2 separate regions of the Mus musculus genome follow, and region 1 is linked to region 2. A link is a contact called in public HiCAR-type data. All regions are on one chromosome and are shown on one strand. Each heading gives the region's core, a stretch centred on a gene start, on an enhancer-like site or on the middle of the called end of the contact. The rest is flanking DNA. Distances are from core to core; before and after follow the strand shown. Region 1 has its middle 110 kb from the start of Gm41290. Region 2 overlaps Sdc2 (syndecan 2).

Region 1 (2,745 bases), core at 219-2,718, 980 kb after region 2:
CTTTCCAAATGTGACATAGATGCTCAAGCAACATTCTGAATGACATGGATTGGTGGTGTACTGGCTGATATTATGTGTCAAGTCAACTTGACACAAGCTGGAGTTATCACAGATAAAGAAGCTTTAGGTGAGGAAAGGCCTCCATGAGCTCCAACTGTAAGGCATTTTCTCAATTAGTGATCAAGTGGGGAGGGCCCATTGTGAGTGGTACCATCCCTGGGCTGGTAGTCTTGGGTTGTATAAGAAAGCAAGCAGAGCAAGCCAAGAGAAGCAAGCCAATCCCTCCATGGCTTCTGCATCAGCTCCTGCTTCCTGACCTTCATGAGTTCCAGTCCTGACTTCCTTTGGTAATGAACAGCAACGTGGAAGTGTAAGCTCAATAAACCTTTTCCTCCCCAACCTGCTTCTTGGTCATGATGTTTGTGCAGGAATAAAAACCCTGACTAAGACAGGTGGGAAGGTAAGGACCTTTCAATGGATCACTTCAAATCTCTACAGGTGTGTGTGTGTGTGTGTGTGTAAAAGAAAGACAGACAGAGAGAGAGATTGAGAGAGAGAGAGAGAGAGAGAGAGAGAGAGAGAGAGAGAGAGAGAGAGAGAGAGAGATTGTTTCGTTATATATAAGAATGGATTGGTTGGTTTTATTCTGATTTTTGTCCTTCAGGAAACTAAGCATAGTCCCTTCGTTTGTTCAAATAAGTATAGTATACCTACCAGATGCCAGTCATTGTTAGGTTCCAGAGACCCAAAAAGAAAGTAACATTTTGAAGACCTGTACACTGGTAAGCTATCTCAAAAATGGAAAAAAAAAAAAAAAACAGAGAAAGTCAGACAGACAGAAAGACAAAGAAAAAGAAAGAAACATAGAATGAGGAGGAGGAATAACAGCAGTAGCCTTGATTGGGGTATTTGTTAAATTCCTTAATTCTTAATATGGCCATCATCAAGCTACCTACAGCATGCTGACCTCCTAGTAGCATTTCTAAACACATACCACCAGCACCTCATAGTGTGGCAAGGGAAATAGGTAAACCTCCAGACTCCAGAAGCAAGGGCAGAGTGCTACAGAACCTGAAGCATGGGAAGCAAAGTCAGTCTTTATAGAGACAAAGAGAAACCGGAAAGTTCAGTCACTAAAGCTGAAAATTTAATTTTCACAATGCTCTCTGAGGAAAGACATCACTTTGTTTCTCTCACCATCTAGCCTTTAGTGGCCTTCTTAGTCCCTAACACAGATGCACCTTATAGCTCCTATAGATTCTGAAAGACAGGAGAACAAGATGATTGGCTTGTCCCTTATTGCTAGTACCTGCATGAGTGGTTCTTGGGTTTTACAAAAGGAAACCTTGTCATTACTAAGTACAGCCTGAAGACTAATTTCATCATTTTGACTTCTGTTTTAACTGCACATATGACTGTTTACTCATTAGGATCAGGCAATCCAGCTGGGATGAATCATCCTGGCATCTGGGCTGAGTTAGCAAGTGCCTCTGGGATTTGGGATTGTGACAAGAAGTCATACAGGAGTAATTCAGGGAAGGTTACAAACTCAGATGCCAAAAGCAAATAGACTAAAGAACAGACAGCTACAGAAAAATGTTCCAACGTAACCAACCATTCATACCCAATCGCCAACATAGGTTGAATGAGGTCTGTGTGAGCCTGCAGAAGGTCTGAAGGCTCTAAAGTGTATACAGGCTTTAGACTAGGCAATTTTCCAAAGAAAAACTCTACAACTAGCCACTAAACTCAACATCAGAAAATCCAGTGACACAAAAACCACTACTGCGCAAAGATGCAAGTTGCCCTGGCAACCACTTTCATTTGTTTTTCTTCCTTCCTCATTTTTTTAATATAAATTCCAAAAGGCACTCAGTAGAAAGCAAGATGGGCCACATGGCATGCTGCCTTCCAGAAAAGACTCTTCCTTTCTGGCAAGTGTGTGTGCCATGTACGTTACTTAGAATTAAAAATTGAAACCACGTCTGCCAGTGCTCAAAAGAAAACCAGCTTGTCTGGTTATTTTTGTTGTTAAAAATCCACAATTAATAGTGTATTGCCAAACAGCTGAAACAATAAATTTTCAACTGGCTGCCTAAAGCACCTGGGATGGGCACACAACTCTAAACATAAAAGAGAAGGAAGGAAGAAAGGGATGGATGGAGGAAGGAGGAAGAGAGAGAGAGGAAGGAAAGGGAGGGAGGGAGGGAGGGAGGGAGGGAGGGAGGGAGGGAGGGAGGGAGGGAGGGAGGGAGGGAGGAAAACAGGAGTTGATTCTTTTTAATAAGCTATGGAAATCAGTGGGAAGATTCCTCAAAAATCTGCAAGTAATAGCCAGGCATGGTAATGCATACCTTTAATTCCCACACTCAGAAGGCAGAGAAAAGCTGATCTCTGAGCCTAAGGCCAGCCTGGTCTGCAGAGCTAGTTCCAGTGCAGCCAGAGCTACATAGAGCTGTCTCAAAAACACAAACAAACAAACAAACAAAAAGCTCTGCAAATGGAACTAACTACACTGTTTCTGGGGACATGTGCAGAACTCATTTACACACTACAGAGACACTCAGGCATCCATGTATACTGCTGCAGTATTCACAATAGCCAGGACATGGAACCAGCCAACAAGACCTTCAACCAATGAGTAAGTAAAGAAAACAGCACATCTACACAATGGAATTTTATGCGGACACAAGTAAGGCTATGAAGTATATATCATGCAAAGCCAAAAGTGGGAGTTAACTTGGG
Region 2 (2,700 bases), core at 166-2,665:
AGCGGAAGCAGAAGCAGAAACAGAAGCAGCTTGGTGCTTATGATTTCTGTGTGATAAGAGCAACTTTTCCCATTCTCCAGATAACTGTCTAGTAGATTTGCAAATCTATTTTTCCCTCCTCACTGTCTTTAATGAAGTCTTCAAATTCTAAAATATAATTTATGACTGGAATTTATTTAATATGGATTCTTAAGTCTCAAGGCGCTTCTCAAAAGATTTCAAAATTCTATGTATTCATTAGTGTGAACGTCTAACAAAGAATGTGCAATTGAAAAGGGCTGAAGCTTCAGATGAAGAGGTGGCTCAGCCATTAAGAGTGTGCATGTCTTCTCTGAGCTTGGCTCTCCACACTCACAACAGCTCTCACAGCTACCTGTAATTCCCACTCTAGAACCTATGCACGGGTAGCACACATTCACACAGGTGCATGCATATAAAGAAAACGTAATAAAAATAAATACTTAAAATGTAATTTGTATAGAGATCTGGGAACTCTTCAAATATTTACAACTAAATAAGAATCTAATTCCATTGAATCATTAAAGATAACACTTTTGCTTCAGGAGTCTCGGTCACCAAATTGTCTAAATTTATGCTTAACATGGAAAAATATTTTAAAATCATAATGGAGTTTGAATTGTTTGTATGCTAGAAGCAGTAATATAATATTAACTATACGAACAAACACGTAGTCTCTCATGAGTTATGCTGGCCCCTAATTTGACAAATTTAGTACATAGTTGTTACCTAGAACTGACTGGTTCTCAAGCAAACTTTTATTTTCTCGAGAGACTTCCTGGCACACGGTGAGTTGTGCTAATTATAGTTGATCTAAGAATCCAGCCAAGAAAACTTTGTAATGATGACCTTATTTTTAAAATGCATCCTGCAAATCCTTCTCCCAAACCTACAAGAAGAAAACATTTTCGCTAAAGCTAAGTTGTTAGTTATATTTCCAAGAGAACAAAACCAAATCATTTTTATTCTTGCGTACCATGGGATTGGATTGGAGAGGCATTACAGTGTCAGGGGGACATTCCATTGGGGTTAGGAAGTAGTGTCTGAGCTATATATTTAGTGGTGACTTTGGATGCTTCACTCACCTTTAATGTTGTGTAGAATACTGCCTGTCCATGTGAACACAGGCACAGTAAGAGGTCTGTTAACAGACGTTCACATCCACGGCTCTCTAGGTACCTTTCCCACCCCCACATCATTTATATATGATATTTAGTGTATGGACCCCAACCAGACTTCTGTTTGAAGTCCTTGAATCTGGAGAGGCAGCTTGATAAAGCAAAACAGAAATCTGTTGGCATTTTGAGAGTGGAGTTCACAGAGGATGTTGTTTGCAGTGTCCTGAAAACATACAGGCCAGCAGCTGGAGCAGGCCTGGTGACAGGCAATCTCACTTCCAGAGAACAAGGAGGGCTGAGCAGTCCTCTAAGGATTAGCTCCAGCTCAGCAGCTGCTGTCTGAGTCTGATTATGCACATCCGGCTCTAAGAGACCTGCATTAACCCTCAGCCCCTGGGAACTTCAGGGCTGTTTTTTTTTTTGTTTTTTTTTTTTTGTTTTTTTTTTTTTTTTTAAAACAAAAGACTCTTCCAGGGACAACCAAGGACTAAAGCCCAGAAAATGTAGAGGATAAAAGAAGGTGGCTCTTTGGGAGACTGAATTTGAAGTAGCCTTGAGCCAAAGCTGAAGAAGACCTGGCAAATAGTATTTGTCTTTGCAGACCTGGTGGCGGACATTGGGGGAAAGGACTGGACCAGGAGGGCTTGAGCAGCTGAGGAGGACAGAGGCTCAGAGAAGTTAAGTTACCAGCTTAGTCATTTTTCCACTGCTATGAAGAGAGACAGTATAGTATGACCATGGCAACTTAGAGAAGAACGCATTTAATGGGCACTTAAAGTTTCAGAGGATGAGTCTGTGACCATCATAGTGGGGAGCATAGGAACAGGCAGGAACACATGGCACAGGATAGTAGCTGAGAACTTAACATTTTTTTTCCCACATGCTTGAGGCAAAGAGAGTGTGCAAATTGGGAATAACACAAGCTATTGAAATCTCAAAGCCCAGCCCCCATGGCACTCCTCCTTCAACAAGGACACATTCCCAGTCCTTCCCAAATAGTTTCACTCACTGGGGACCAAGCATTCAAATATATGAGCCTATGGAGTCCATTTTAATTCAACTACCACAGAGAAAAATCATGTTTTCCCATTCCCCAGTTAGAGCTGAAGTACCACATGTCTGAAGTTGTTATCTTTACCTTGAGATAATCATTCATGCTTTTGAAAACTGACCTTAGAGAAGAAACACTGGAGAAAGCATTATGGAAGCTGGAGACATGGTTAAGAATACATACTGCTCTTGCAGAAGACCTGAGTTCAGTTCCCAGCAGCTACATTTCTGGACTCACAATCTCCTGTAACTCTAGCACCCAGAGATTTAATGTCTCCTGCCTCCAAGGGCATCTGCACACATGTGCGCATTCCCATATATAGTTAAAATAACAAAAACATATTTTTGGAACATAAGAAAAGCACAGGGCCTGGAAACATGGCTCAATAGTAACATCAGCTATTCTTCCAAAGGATTCAGGTTCCCAGCATCCACATAGCTACTCACAACTGGCCACTCAATCTCTAGTTTCAGAAGATCCAGTGCCCTCTGCTGTCCTCCGTGGACACTAGGC

The links. HiCAR-type assays count read pairs that join an accessible place to other places.
Region 1: a contact with region 2 is called in a HiCAR-type map of fibro-adipogenic progenitors, with 11 times the contacts expected there. The contact joins two enhancer-like sites. A contact is called at or near these places in 1 of 15 datasets of contacts at CTCF or cohesin (the NIH/3T3 cell line) and 2 of 115 datasets of contacts at active chromatin or transcription factors (embryonic fibroblasts and fibro-adipogenic progenitors).

Annotation. Positions count from the first base shown.
Region 1 is chr15:33,922,808-33,925,552 of GRCm38.p6, forward strand. No RefSeq gene overlaps it. Among named protein-coding and RNA genes, the nearest start is that of Gm41290, 110 kb to the right of the region's middle. Within about 2 kb of position 1,469, at least 60 of the 459 cell types and tissues checked have an H3K27ac peak or open chromatin away from gene starts, as enhancers often do. A contact at or near this core is called in fibro-adipogenic progenitors, where this site is marked.
Region 2 is chr15:32,942,771-32,945,470 of GRCm38.p6, forward strand. All of the region lies in intron 1 of Sdc2 (syndecan 2), which reads left to right. Among named protein-coding and RNA genes, the nearest start is that of Sdc2, 23 kb to the left of the region's middle. Within about 2 kb of position 1,416, at least 42 of the 459 cell types and tissues checked have an H3K27ac peak or open chromatin away from gene starts, as enhancers often do. A contact at or near this core is called in fibro-adipogenic progenitors, where this site is marked.